Linked DNA regions of Sus scrofa: all the other regions are linked to region 1. Evidence: chromatin contacts called from public HiChIP or PLAC-seq and promoter capture Hi-C data. All regions are on one chromosome and are shown on one strand. Each heading gives the region's core, a stretch centred on a gene start, on an enhancer-like site or on the middle of the called end of the contact. The rest is flanking DNA. Distances are from core to core; before and after follow the strand shown.

Region 1 (3,609 bases), core at 516-3,015:
TTGACAACTGCTCAGAGGCTAACTGCCATTGCATTCCTGGCTAGAGCAGCCCTACCTTCTCCAGGGTAGTCCAGAACAAGTCTCTCTAAATAAATACTTCGCTAATAATTTTTGCTTAGTGCTTAGATCACGGCAGCATAACATCTGTGAGAATTAAAGCAGCAGGGAAAATTTCTAGATCCCTCTATGCCCTTTTTACTCAAGTATCCCATCCCTGATCAGTTTTTTCTGTTCTGGAAAAAATATCTGTGGGTTCTCTGAGCTTACCACCTTGCTCTCAGGTGGGGAAGAAACCTCCTTATTTGCAGAGGAGGTTATGGAAGTGCAGGACCCACCTAGAGGGGTCAGGCAGGTGTTTGGCAAGTGCTGAGGCCTATGGTGGAATCTATCAGGAGTGGTTCTCAAACTTTGGCCTGCATCAGAATCATCTGGGGAGCTTGTTAAAGACTTAGACATCCAAGCCCCACCCTCGACCCTCTGAATCAGAATTCCCAGGGTGGGGCCTGGACATTTGTGAGCTTAACAAGCTCCCCAGGTGATTCAGAAGTACACCAAAGCTTGGGAATCACAAGAGTGGGAGATACTCAGGTGAAGGAGAGTGGGGAGCCAAGTTTGGCTCCAGGTTTGTGTGTGTGTGTGTATAGCTGTTACATAAGGGGACCCAACTCACAGCACATGGTTTGACAAAATTCAAATGTATTCATGGGAACAAGGGAATAGATAAAAATTTTGAAAACAGGTGGCAGTGAAAATGGGATATAAATACAAGAGCTGCCTAGAACACTTTTTCCTGCCTCCTTTGGCGGGTTGACTTCTGGGTTCCGCGTCACTTCTTTTGGAGAGCTTTGTAGAGCGGTGTATCTCAAACTTTACTACACAAAGGAATCACCTGGGGACCTTGTTAAATTGCGAATTCTAATTCAGTAGGTCTGTGGTGGAGCCCTAGCCTGCATTTCTAACAAGTTCCCAGGTGATGCTGACACTCTAAATCTAGACCGTATTGGGAGTGCCGTGTAAATTTAAAGTATTTCTTAGTTCACCATATCCTCATGTCCAGCAGGGTGATGACTACAATAGGTGCTCAATAAATACTTACTGAATGATGAAGTATATGGGGTTGATATAGGAGTTTGGAGGGCAGAACAATTTGCCTGAAGAAGAGCATGTTTGGGGTATTTCTGCTTCTATCAGTCATTCATTTTGTGAAATCACCTCATACTGAATAGAATAAGGATGTTAGTACTAAATTATTTCTGGCCTTGTGGCCTGGCCGCCTCAACTCTAATCCTTGAAAAGGTGACCCTATACACAGGAGCATAGCAAACTCTGATTTGCAAGCTCAGAGATGCCTTGCTCTAGTCTACAATCCATGCAAACAAATTCTCTCCCTCCAAGGAGGGAGCAGAGTGCAGGGAAATGCTTGTGTAGGAATTTCCAGATTTTGGTGACTGGGTTAATTGCCACCTTGGCTTCCTCAAATCAAATAAACAGAATTTTTAACAGTGTACGTGGGAAGGAGGGTCATTACCCTAAAATACATGGATGTAATAATAGTGCCATTATTTAACCATTATCGTTTATGATGATGATAACGACACTGGCAGTTGAGCGATTAAGTGTGTGGGGGAGTTGGGGGAGGGGGCGGAGAGCTGGGCGGTCAGGAGAAAGTGGAACTACATCTCCCAGAATCCCTCGAGAAAAGTTCACGCCGCGGCGGCGGCGGCACCCCACCCCTTTTGCCAGCCGGACCCGCCCCCTCCGATGACGTCACAGAGGTGACGTCACGGCGCCCAGAGCGAGGCTGGGGTAGAGAGGCCGACTGAGCAGGAATCGTCCGCTTGTCGTGGAGGCTGCTAGGGAGCCGGCGAGAGGGTGAGCGGGCGAGCAGGCAAGCAGGCGAGCGAGCTAGAGCAGGAAGGAGGGAGAGTCGCGCGGCACAGAGGCGCGCCGGGGCTGGGCCGAGGCGGAACCCACAGCCGGAGAGGGGCAGCCTGAGCCGGGCGCCGCGGGGTCCCCACCCCCACTCGGCCGGACAGTGCCCGGTGTTCCCCCGTGCGGGGGGCGGCGGCGGCGGCGGCGGCTGACGGGACCGGACAAGACCGCGGGGGTGTTGCCACCTCCACCGAGGAGCCGGCGCGACCGCGGGCTCCTCAGAGCCGGGGCCCAGGGCCCGTGACAGACGGGCCGAGGAAAGGAGAGAGGCGGCGGCGGCGCAGGCGACGGGGAGGCAGCGGCGACACCATGTCATCCCCTAGTCCGGGCAAGAGGCGGATGGACACAGACGTGGTCAAGCTGTATCCTTCGAGGAGGGGGGATTCGGGCTGTATGTGGGGGGCAGTATGGGGATGCCCACGGCACCCCCTTGAAACCTAAACAGGGGCCCAGGGGCACTCCAGGCCACTGTCCGAGGCTCCTTCTTTCGTCTCCCTCCCCCCAGTGCCTACGGAGGCTCCTTGGCACCTCCCAGGAGCTGAGAGCCTTCTCGGCTCCCCCTTTATCTGCAGCACCCCGAAATGTGCGTTGTTCCACGCTCTTTCTGCACCCCCAGTGCCCGTGACTTTTCTCCACGACGTTTGGACTCCCAAAACGGCTTTTTTTTTTTTTTCTTTCTTTTCTTTTTTTTTTTTTTTTGCAGGACCAGCCACCTCTCTCCACTACAGAGCCCACGTTCTTTTTCCTCTCTGCTCGCTCTGGATTTAGGGACTCGATATAGAAATTCCCGAGAGTGAAGCCTTTCTCCTGTTCTTGAGATGCCTCCATTCCCTCCACTCACAATGCTTCTTGAACTGGGGTAACTCAAGTGACCTCCTTTATCCCTAATTCCTTTCTATATTAGGAAGAGAGTATTCTACTCAGTGCCCCCTCTTGTAATAAAGAGCTCTGAGTGTTTTCAATCCGAGACCCCTGTTAAGCTTCCTTGTCCCTGGAAGAACCCCACCGACAATGCCTATCCCACCCATAGTTGTATTTGGTGAGGACCCCCAGGCCCTCCAGCCAGCCACCCTCCATATTGTGGCTATGACAGCTGTGGGGAGGGAGAGAGAAAGAGGATCTCCCTGACTAAATAGCCCCTGTGCTAGCCATTTAAGCAAACTCCCTGTTTGAGAATAAGGTTCTTGGGGAATAATTATCCTGATCTTGCCAAATGACACCCTTTATTTTCCGACCCCCCCCCCAACTTTGTGTACTCTGAAGGTAGCAGTGGGACAGCTCTAACTGATAAGAGTCCTTCAGGCAGTGGTTTTGGTTGGAGTCCAGACTGATTATTTCATGACCAGCTAGAGAAATTCGCGAAGGTTCTTGGGACAAATCGAGACATTTTTTTGAGGGGTAATTTAGAGGGTGGGGGGAGAGAGGAAATGAGCCCAGTGTTGTGAACAGCTAATCCCTGGGGAGAGGGGAATCCGGGTGGGGAGTGGTAGTGTGAGAAACGCAGTTGAAAAGTCTGTCTCTCCTGCTTCTTGTTTCTCCCTCACCCCATCCCCCCACCATTTCCCCCTGTTGCAGGGTTTTGTTTATATAACTCAAGTTGTTTGGCTAGATTCTTCAGGTGAATTCCTTCTTTCTTCCTTTTATTGTTACTGTTTTTGATTGGACGTTTTGCCTCAT
Region 2 (3,609 bases), core at 635-3,134, 440 kb after region 1:
GGAGTTCGAATCCCTCTCCCCCAATAGAACATATCATTCCAAAATTATTTCATTCACTCCCACATTGTCTCTCCAACCCCACTAGATGTTAGTGCCATGGGGCAAAGACCTTTTCTGGTTTACTGCTGTATCCCTAGCACCTAAAACAGTGCTGGGCCTATAGAAAGGACTCGATAATTGTTGAATTAATAAAAGACTCACTCCCCCCTCAAAAAAGAAATAATTTGAGCAAGATCAATGTCTCTTTGGGGAAGGAGGCACAGGGTATCCTAAAAAGCCAGATTGGAAGTAAAGCATGGGGAGGTGATGTGATCTAGCATGACAAGAGGGCTGAGCTCTACCTCTGAAAGGTGGTATGACTTTGGGCCAGTCTTTTCGCATCCTTCATTTCTCTCTCTCTCTCTCTTTTTTTTTTTTTTTTTTTTTTTTAATGGGATGATTTCTACTTGTCTGTATCAAAATGGAGAGCATACATGAAATCCCTTTGGAACTGAAATACCTTTCAAATGGTAAACCACAGACTGGGATGCCTAAGACCTGGCTTCTAGTCCCAGCTCTGTCCCTTGATGATGAAACTACAGAACCAAGAGCTACTATGTACTAACCAACTACATACACTGTGCCCGCACTGACTAAAATATTTCACATTTAATTATCTCTTTTTGAGTTTATCATAACTTTCTGAGGTAGATAACGTTAACCTCATTGCAGAGATGAAGAAACTGGAGCACAGAGAGGTTTGTAACTTGGCCAAAAGTCACACAGACAATAAATGACAGGGCTGGGATTCAAAACCTCAAAACCTGGTCTGACTGAACCCAAAGCCTGATAATCCTGGCCACTATGCCAGATGTATGATCTTCGACAAGTTACTTCTGTCTCTCACTTCTGGAAAAGAAAGGGCTAACCCAGATGATGTCTACAGATCTTTTTGTGGTCTATTCTCCTGATCCCATGCTCAGATCTAATTCTACTCTTGCCTAGTTGATGGAAACTGGCTGGATGAGGGGGTGGAGGGAGTGATGCTAAATCCTCCTAATTAGGATTTCTTTTAAGAAGAGGGACTATTCACATTCTTATCTGTGGGTTTGTATCCTGGCTGGTCCTCCACTCGCTCCAGCACTCCCCACCTGACTCGTGTATCCTGAACCCCTATGGGGAGGGGTCCTGAAGTTGGTGAAAAGCCAGTCCAAGGTGGGGGGTGGAGGGAAGGGGAAGGATCAGCTCGGGGAACCTAGGGGTGGGAGGGCGGCTGCCCGCACGCTGGTCCCTCTTCACTGCTGCGGAGAGCTCGGGCCTCGCACCGCTCCGGCCAGTCACTTCACCTTTCCGCGCCCGTTCCCTCCTCCGAAAATCGCGATACGAATTGCCGCTTCAGGGGGCTGCAGCGATTAAGTAGGTAAATATTTGAAAGTATCTGGGACGCTGGAGATCGCGCTATGTCTTCGGGCCCCCAGAGGGGAGGCCAGAGGGCTAGAAAGCCCCAGACCCGCGTAGGAGGCGGGCGGAGAGGGGTCAGGACTGCAGAGACCGGAGTCCAGGCGGCGGAGGACTCGGCAGGGGCCCCCTGGGAGGGGCAGCGGGGGGGCGCGCAGGGGAGGAGGCCGGGGCCGAAGCACCTCAGCCGCCGCTTCCCGCACCGGCAGTCTCCCGGCCCCAACCGAAGCTCTCCGGGCTCTCACCTCTGACTCCCGCCGCTGGCTTCTGAACGCCTCCCGGCCCTTAGGCGCCACCGGCTTCCCTTTGCCGCTGCCGTTGCCAACGCCGTTGCCGTTGGCCGGCGGGCTCCCGGCCCCGGGCGCCGCAGGGTCCTCCATGCAGCTCTTGTCAGCGGCTCCCCTCAGCCGCTGGCCGCTCTCTGCCCGGGGCGACCCCGCAGCCGCCGCGCGCCGGGAGCCAGGTCCCGCCCCCTCCACAGCTATTGGTTGAGGCCCCTCTTCGCAGCCCCGCCCCTCAGTTTGATTGGCTGTTACACCGCTCCGTGCGCGACTTGGAGGAGGTGGGGGCTCATTCAAGGGATTTGTTCCCCCCCTTTTTGCCCAGTCCTGCAGCATTGCTGGTGTGGGAGTTTGACACTCCTGGGTCGGCTCTCGGCTCCACCTCCACCTTCCGGGCCTTGAGCCTTAGCTGGTTAACTCCGTTCTCACTCGGTGTTCCTCAGCACTCACCCGCTCCTAAATAGCGACCTTTTCGAGGAGCTCTAGTCTCCGCCTCCAGCTTCACTGCAGTCTCGGTTTCCCCAGCCGCAGACCTCTGCCCCGAAATCCCGGCTCCGGAATACGTCCCAAATCCCGCTTCAATCGAAGGGAAGGGATGGCACCTCCGGGTGGCCAAACACTGCAAGAAACTAGGGACTCTCCCTCTTAGGAAGCTGAGATATCTGAGGAGAACTCATCCCACTCTCCAGTTAGAAGAGAGGGCATGGCTGGAAGACTTGGAGTTGAGGGATGCAGTGGGACGTTTTTTTTTTCACTGAAATTGCTGGTTCCCATCTGGGCTACTCCTGGCCAAACTGCTTTCTCTGCTCTGAACGAGGATACCTTTCTCATGGAGTGAGCTAGGGAGTAAATGTTGATTGGAGAGCAAGCCCCCCCGCCCCTTTCTCCTCAGTCCTTTCCTTCATTCTAAGATCCCTGCTAGGGGCTCAGTATTTCCTGTGGCAAATGAGGCTGTGTGGTTTGCCAACTCTGATATTTACATGAAAAGCAGTTTACAGGAATTCCCTGGTGGCCTAGCGGTTAAAGATCCAACATTGACACTCTTGTGGCCAGGTCCGATCCCTGGCGGGGGAACTTCCACATGCCGCTGGCACAGCCAAAAAAAAAAAAAAAAAGCAACTTATAGTAAACATGGTAAATATGTAGGCAGTCTGTGATCGTAATAAAAGCTCCAAACAAGCAGCCAGATGGGAATGGGTGGAATTGGGGAGACTGTTGAACTGCCACACTGTGCACTGGACACTTTCCAGATATATCATATCTGATAGGTTGTCTTCACTGATCCAATATTACTGATAAGGAAACCAGGACTCTCAGAGATTAATTACTCCTCGCAGTTCCCAAGGATACTATCTGGTGTCAGTGTATTTTTTAGTGGAGGAAACTCTGCTCTGAGTTAACTTCTATTCTTCCCTAAAGATTCTATTTAGTCCATTTAGTCATCATCTCCTCCTCCAGAAAGACTTTCTTTCTTTCTTTTTTCTTTTTAAGGCGGCACCAGGCTAGGTGTCGAATTGGAACTGCAGCTGCCAGCCTACGCCACAGGCACAGAATGCCTGATCCTTAACCCACTGAACTGAACAAGGCCAGGGATCAAAACTGCATCCTCATGTATACTAGCTGTGTTCATTTCTACTGGACCACATCGGAAACTCCCCAGAAAGCTTTTCTTTTGTCCCACCTCAACCCACTCAGGCTGTGCTGGTGTCAGCCAAGTCTGCCTGGATCCACAATCTTTATATTTTCTGCTACATCCTGAAAGTAAAGGGCCCCCAAAGCCCTTCTTGTATTATATCTCTCCCTCACACTTTCCTCTCTAATTTAGAGGTGACAGATCAATGCAGAGGGGAGCACTCCTTAGAGGTTTCTGAGTTTCCTTCTCTGCCTGGTC
Region 3 (3,609 bases), core at 819-3,318, 380 kb after region 1:
TTAGTGCTCTTACATGGTGATTAACTGGAAGGAACATGGGCTTACATTTCTATATTATGGTCTAAGGAGGTGACGAGTAAGGCTTTCCATGGCCAAACAGGCAAAGCACCATAAGTGAGGTGCAGAGGGCTATGGGCACTTAGGGAGCAACAGGGGAACAGAAGTTGCATCAAAGATGGGTCAGTCTTTAAGCAGATGGATACCTCGAGATGAGACAGGGGCAGAAGGCTTCCAGAAGAATGTGGGATGTAGTTTTGGTTTTGGTTGCGTTTGTTTGTTTTTTAAACAGAGATGATAATATGGCAGATAAAGCTCCAAGAGGTTGAGGCCCTTTTACCAGAGGCTCCCAGAACTATGCTCAAGCAGAGCAGGGTCTAGTTCCACAAGGCCCTAAGGTGGGCGCGCTACAAGGTCACAGCCATTCTGGGATAACAGAATTGGCAGAGAAGGAGGACGAAAGAGATGGACAGGCCTTGGCTAGCGATAGCAGGCTACTGCCAGAATCCAGGCAAGTGGTAGTAAGGAGGCCATGACCAACAGTGGCAGTGAGAGAGGCAGGTCGCAAGGACTGGGGCACAGGAATGCTTTCGCATTTGCCGCCAGCAGAATGAATGAGCTGGATTTGAACACAGTTTGAAAAGGCTCTCTGGTAAAAAGATCCAGAGGGAATTTGGAAACGGAGGTTTGGCGTTTCAGTGTGGTTTGGTTTAAGATGGGGGTCTGTGAGCCAACGACTTAGAGCTTAGACAGAAGTAAGAATGTTGCAGGCTTTCCTGGACATAAAGTGCAAGAACTCCCTGCACAAAAGCTCTCCTCCAAAGCCCTTCCTCAAACTGGGGTTGGAAAGGATAATCATTGTCTAGAGCGGGCACTCCCCGCAGCACCAGGGCTCATTGTCTATTTCCTTAATCCACAGAGAAGAATCCCACAAGTGACAGAAGGCTGGCGGCAGCAGAAGCTAAGTTCCTGGCCAGCTGCTGTTGGCGTTAACTGGTGTTCCGGCATTTTCTGGGTGTGAAAGTTGCTCAAGAGAACCGAGGGACTTCAACCAACCAACTCACAAAAAAACCTTTCAGCCTGATTCAGCGGTTGCTGAGCTCTTCCGCGGCGGGCGCAGACCACCCAGGAAAACCCTCTCCCCCTCATTTTTATCCAAAGTGTTCATTTCACGGGTTGGGCACCACTCAACACAAGGAGATGAAGGCGCTGATCTCGTGGCACGGGCAACAAGTCTTAGTAAAGCGTGCCTCTACCAGACAGACGGTATTAAACTAATTTAACAAGAGCCTCAGAACCTCTGATGCTTAAATAAGACGTGTATTAATTACCATGGTAATGCTTTCTCAGTTGAGCAGGTGAGTGTGGCATGGGTTCCCAATCCTGAAATAGAGAGAGAGACCCCAGTTCTCCGCAAGGCCTGGGGGCTGTGCCCCCGCGCCCATTCCTGCCGCTCACCGGGCTGCCACCACCGCGCTCTCCAGCGAACCGCCGTGGGCCCGGGGCTTCGCCACGTTTCTCGAGTCCGCTCTCACCCTTCCGCCCGAGGAGGTCTAGGCGCTCGCGGGAGCCCAACGCGGTGAGGGGGCAGCCAGCCACCCAGCGGCCGCCACGCGGGGCTGGGACCCCCGCCACAGAGAGGCAGCGGGCTGCGCGACTCAGTGCTTCGTCGCCTCGGGGCCTGGGGCTCCCGGCGGGCGGTCGCGGGAGGGCGGGCTCACAAGCTCTGGGCGGTGCGCGCCGCGGGGGCGGGGCCGCGCGGTGTTTACGTGTTGCCAGGACACCGGGGCCTGGCTCCCAGCCTGCCCCGCGAGCCTGCGCCCGCCTTCCTGAGAGCGGGCTCAGTTCCCTTCTGGTCGCGCCGCGCTGGCTGGGTCATTTCACCTCGCGCGACGGCGACCCAGGCTGCTAGTGCCCAGAACCCCGCTGGCTTTGGGCGAACAAGTGGGCGAAGGCGAGGTCCGGATGGTGCCCCGGGTGAATGAGGCTGGCCTTAGAATAGGAGGATTCGGCTCAGAGTATGAGCTCGGCCCCTCACTGGCTGGCCTTGGAAAAGTTACGGAAGACTCCATGACCTTTTTGGAAAAGGAGATAAAACCTCTGAGAGTCGAAGTGAAAATAACATGGGGAAATGTTTGTAAAAGAGCCTGTAAAAAAAAAAAAATAAATAAATAAATAAAAATAAAAATAAAAGGAGTTCCCATCGTGGCGCAGTGGTTAACGAATCCGACTAGGAACCATGAGGTTGCGGGTTCGGTCCCTGCCCTTGCTCAGTGGGTTAACGATTCGGCGTTGCCGTGAGCTGTGGTGCAGGTTGCAGACGCGGCTCGGATCCCGCGTTGCTGTGGCTCTGGTGTAGGCTGGTGGCTACGGCTCTGAATAGACCCCTAGCCTGGGAATCTCCATATGCCGCAGGAGCGGCCCAAGAAATAGCAAAAAGACAAATAAATAAATAAATGAGCCTGTAATGATACAAACATTCGTAAAAAGGGCCTGAAAAACAAAACCTAGAGTGAGATTAGGCAAGAAAGGACATGGTAGATGCAATTCTGCTTCCAACCCTGAGTTCATCCTGACTCAAGAATGAAGAAGAATACAGTTTGGGAGCAAGGACTCTCATTCGTTTTTACGACTTTTTTTTTTTTTTTGTCTTTTTGCCTTTTCTAGGGTCGCTCCTGCGGCATATAGAGGTTCCCAGGCTAGGGGTCCAATCGGAGCTGTAGCCGCTGGACTATGCCAGAGCCACAGCAATGCCAGATCCGAGCCGCGTCTGTGACCTACACCACAGCTCATGGCAATGCCAGATCCTTAACCCACTGAGCAAGGCCAGGGATTGAACCTGCAACCTCATGGTTCCTATTCAGATTCGTTAACCACTGGGCCACGACGGGAACTCCTGGCTCTTCCCTTTTTATTCAAGTTATTAGGCATCTATCTTGTGTCTGTTAGTTCTAGGCCCTGGAAATTCAGCAAAGTTCTTTTTTGGGGGGAGAGGGTTGTAGAATGGGGGACATGGTGTACATTTAAAATGATAGATGTTAACAGGATGTAATACATTGGATGTATTAAATTGATGTGAGGGCTGCTGGCTTATTTTTTTATTTATTAGAACCACACTTGCGGCAAAGTCCCCTGCCCTCTTCCTGTGCTCTCTCCTCTGTTGGCCCCTCTCTTAATCCCTGGGTGGGGGTGGCTCACACTCCCTGTATACACCTCTTTGGATCTTCACAATTCTCTCAGGTTAACCCCTATTAGGCTCACTCCCAAACCTGTTCCAGCCCTGCTTTTCCTGAGTTTCAAATTGGAGGTTCAGAACCTTACTGCTGTGTTTTAAAATTGAGCTGTCCTGGAGTTCCCTGATGGCTCATCAGGTTAAGGATCCAGCATTGTCACTGCTGTGGCTTGGGCTGCTGCTGTGGTGTGGTTTTGATCCCTGGCCCTAATTTAGCTGTCTTAAAAGTAGATCTGTGCCTGGGGGTGACATGGAGTGTGTGTATGTATGAGATTGACTCCGCAAAGGCTTAAGAGAATAATTTGGGAGTGATAAAAATGTTCTCTGCATCCTGCTGTGGTGGTGGTAACACCAGTGCAGGACTGGCTACATAATTTGCA
Region 4 (3,609 bases), core at 565-3,064, 320 kb after region 1:
GTTATGTTTGTTTTTGCACTCATAGAATAAGGAAATTACACTCAGACGCACAGACAGAACTAGCCATATTTTCACCACCTATGGGATGACACATCAAGAACTTTCAAATACAATCTTAGGGAGTCAGGCTACTACTACCCAATTAAGGGAAGAAAAAAAAAGAAAAAGAACCCAGCATTTCTAAGCCGCCTCCCTTCCCACCCCCCCTCCTGGAGTGAGGAACAACCCAATAACTTACTGTTTAAGGCCAAAGGAAAAGGAATTTTTTAAAAGCTGGATGGAGACAAAATGGGGAAAAGATCACTGTGAGCTGTGACCCCTCCTATGATGCCCTCCCTGGGACAAAAGGTACAAGATGAGCATGCCCACTCTCCTGCAGCACTGTCCGAGTTGACAGGCTCGCTCACCTTTTATCTTAAGAATTTCCCAATACATTGTTTCTACACACTTGGGAAAATGCGAATTTTGCTCTGAAAGAATTAAACACGACCAACACCAGCTCTCAAGTAAGCAATTAATATATTCTAATCTAATGCTTAAGAAAGGAGACCAGGCAACAGCTCCTCCAAATGGCTTGGCCAGATATCATTTGAAGCCCTAAAAAAAATTAAGATTTTTAAACAACCTCAAGTTTTGATGGGCACAGTCAGATGCACTGTGGAAACTTTGTGACCAGAAGCAACGACACAACAGGTGAGAGAGGCGGTGGACATCATTGCCCAGTTAAGCGGGTAACATGCAAGGGCAAACCCTTGAGTTCCCCTGAAAGACTGGGGATGTGGGATAATACCCATGCACAAGGACTTCTAGAGCCCCTGCCTTTCCAGTGGCAAAGGTCCGGTACCTTTCCGGGGTCGCGCCACTCCCCCTTGTCCCTCACCCAGGGGACCACCACCCTAAGCCTAAAAAGAACAGAGGCCCCTCCACCGGCAGCATCTCAGCTGGAGAAGAAAACACAATGTCGCTCCTTATTTCTGCGTACAAAAGGATTTTGCGCCCTCCTTCTGGAACAGCCGCCGCTGCCGCCTCCTAACTTGCAAGAAGGTGGGCAACGCGCCATATTCCAGCGTCCCCCAGTCTACCTGGGTAACGAGCCCACGCCACCCCGGAGGGAGAAGCTTCGGAGGTCGCCCAAAGAGCCAACCTCCTCTCCCGCAGGAGACAGCGACTCCCGCGCCCCGGCCCAACCCGCCGCGCCGCCCGCGGACCAGACCCGAGAAGGGCAGAAGAGGCGAGCTGGGAGCTGCGGCTCCGGTCCCGCGCAGCCCGCCCACCTCCCGCTCCCAGGCCGGCGCGCTCCCGGGCCTCTCGCTCCCGAACCCGCGGGAAGGCCGAGCCCGGGCCCCAGGTTCCACGGCGGACAGGAGGCCGCGGCCCCGAGAGCCTCAGGCGGCGGGGGAGGCCGGAACCCTGGGGCTCTCGGGAGGGCAGCGCCTCCCTCCCGAGCCCGCCAGGACGCCTGGGGCCTAGTGCGGCCTGCGCATCCTCGGGGTGGCGGTTTGACTGGGCCGGGCCGGGGCCCCCCGCCCGAGGCGGGCCGAATCCGGCGGGGGCCCAGGCCTGGAGCCGGGGGCGGCAGGGTGCCGGCTGCGGGGCGGGCCGGCCGGCCGGCGGGCGGGCGGCGTGTTGCGGCTGCGCCGGGGCTGAAATAGCTGGAGATTGCGCGGTAGGGCACTCACCTCAGAGCGGCTGCGCTACCGTGGGCCTGCGCCGTGGAGACTGCGACCGCGCCGGCTCCTCGCAGCCTCCTGCCACCAGCGGCAATGGCGAGCGCTGCCGCCTAAGCCGCCGCCGCCGCCGCCGCCGCCGCCGAGGAGGGGAGGGGAGGGAGAGGAGGCACGCACGCGACGCACGGGCTAGGCTTCCCCGCCCGGCAGCCGCCATGATGGGGAGGTCGGCGCTGCCTTGGCGGGGCTTCCCGGAGGGGTTCGGGCTCCGGCCCCCGTCGCCCCCTGTGGCCTCCGCCTGTTCACTTTGCCCTTCCGAGGCTTGGATGGGGTTGGAATCACGGAAGGGGCTGCGTTATTCTTCTGTGGACGCCCCGGAGAAATAACGCGGGCGGCCCAAGATGGTTGCTAATCTGGAAATAGTCACATTTCTCGCCCCCCCACCCCCGGGAATTAGGACCTCCAGAGGGTTCCTAGACAACCGGAGAGGGGGCTTCCCCGCCTTTTTGTCGGCGCTGCCTTGCCATTCGCATCCTCACCCTCTCTTTGGAATGACCTTTGCCTCCCTCTTTCAAACCCTGCCTAGGTATTTAAAAGCAAAAGTTTTTGTGCAAAGCAATACATTGTTTTCGCTCATTCATTCGGCCGGTGAATATTTCCAGAGGGCCCTTTCTGTGCCGCATATTGTTCTGGGCGCGCTGGAGGTACGCCTCTTAGGAAGACGAACTCAGAGCTTATATGATAAGTGGAGGAAGCCAGAGGCAATAGGAACCCCCATGCCTGAGAAGTAGGGAGGGGTGTAGAGTAGTAGAAAAACTAATGTTAGAGACTCGGGAGAGGTAGTTTTTGTTAGTTTTTTTTTTTTAATTACTCAATGAATTTTATTACATTTATAGTTGTACAATGATCATCACAACATTGTTTTTTAAATTGTGCGGAGATCACCTGCATCAGAGTCACTCAGGCTGATTTAAATATTGGGCTCCAAAGGGTGTCTCCAAAATCCTGGTTTCTTAGCCCAGGAACCCACATTTTTAACACTCCCCCTCTCACCCCACCCCATCCCCAAATACACAGTATTCTCCCGGTGATTGCCATGCATACCATAATTTAAGAACCGGTGCTTTAGGGAATTACGAAATATCTCAAAGGATGTCAAAAAACAGTTTAACAAGACCAGGACACCTTAGTTTTCAACAATATTCCATTTACCTCAAAAGTCAACATAACTAAAAACACGTCTTTTTATGCAGTGTTTCTAAGAAAGTGACTGAGTATCCCCACTTACCACCTAAGTGCTCAAGCCAGCAACCTACAAATGATCCATCACTCCTTCCTCTCTCAAGTGCCTTATCTGGTTAGATTTTTTTTTTTTTTTTTTTTTTTTTTTTTGTCTTTTTGTCTTTTTGCCTTTTCTAGGGCTGCTCCCGCAGCATATGGAGGTTCCCAGGCTAGGGGTCTAATTGGAGCTGTGGCCACTGGCCTACACCACAGCCACAGCAATGTGGGATCCGAGCCACGTCTGCAACCTACACCACAGCTCACAGCAATGCTGGATCCTTAACCCACTGAGCAAGGCCAGGGACCAAACCGGCAACCTCATGGTTCCTAGTCGGATTCGTTGACCACTGAGCCATGACAGGAACTCCTGGTTAGATCTTTTAAAATAGGTGTTCCCTGTCATTTTTACTGTGGTCCAGGTAACTGTCATCTCTCATCAGGAAGCTGCAATAGACCCTTCATGGTCTCCCTGTCACAGGATTTGCCCTCTGCAATCCATTCACCCTCCAGCTTGAATGATCTTTCAAAAAAAGTAAACCATGTCATTTCTCTCCTTAACAGCCTTAATAACATTTGGTTATGCATAAGTTAGTCTAAAATACTTTGAGGTGCCTTCAGGGCCCTTCCTAATCTCACCCCCTGCTGCCATCTCTACCCTCAA

Evidence for each region. Promoter capture Hi-C pulls out the DNA fragments that hold promoters and counts their contacts. HiChIP or PLAC-seq counts read pairs in DNA pulled down with a chosen protein or histone mark.
Region 2: an H3K27ac HiChIP or PLAC-seq map of alveolar macrophages shows a contact between it and region 1. The contact joins the promoter of STRIP2 here to the promoter of UBE2H in region 1. A contact is called at or near these places in 1 of 5 promoter capture datasets (fetal liver) and 1 of 2 datasets of contacts at active chromatin or transcription factors (alveolar macrophages).
Region 3: a contact with region 1 is called in an H3K27ac HiChIP or PLAC-seq map of alveolar macrophages. The contact joins the promoter of SMKR1 here to the promoter of UBE2H in region 1. A contact is called at or near these places in 1 of 5 promoter capture datasets (fetal liver) and 1 of 2 datasets of contacts at active chromatin or transcription factors (alveolar macrophages).
Region 4: a contact with region 1 is called in a promoter capture Hi-C map of fetal liver, with 2.9 times the contacts expected there. The contact joins the promoter of NRF1 here to the promoter of UBE2H in region 1. A contact is called at or near these places in 1 of 5 promoter capture datasets (fetal liver), 1 of 47 Hi-C or Micro-C datasets (embryonic fibroblasts) and 2 of 2 datasets of contacts at active chromatin or transcription factors (alveolar macrophages and skeletal muscle).

What each region holds. Positions count from the first base shown.
Region 1 is chr18:18,817,847-18,821,455 of Sscrofa11.1, forward strand. It overlaps UBE2H (ubiquitin-conjugating enzyme E2 H), which reads left to right and starts at 1,766. Exons shown (of 5, transcript XM_021078796.1): 1 at 1,766-2,294. The coding sequence starts at 2,242.
Region 2 is chr18:19,253,787-19,257,395 of Sscrofa11.1, forward strand. STRIP2 (striatin-interacting protein 2) reads right to left here and starts at 1,885. Exons shown (of 21, transcript XM_003134694.6): 1 at 1,683-1,885. The coding sequence starts at 1,817.
Region 3 is chr18:19,197,962-19,201,570 of Sscrofa11.1, forward strand. SMKR1 (small lysine-rich protein 1) reads right to left here and starts at 2,069. Exons shown (of 3, transcript XM_003484024.3): 1 at 1,882-2,069; 2 at 1,456-1,822. The coding sequence starts at 2,069.
Region 4 is chr18:19,140,864-19,144,472 of Sscrofa11.1, forward strand. NRF1 (nuclear respiratory factor 1) reads right to left here and starts at 1,815. Exons shown (of 11, transcript XM_021078993.1): 1 at 1,680-1,815.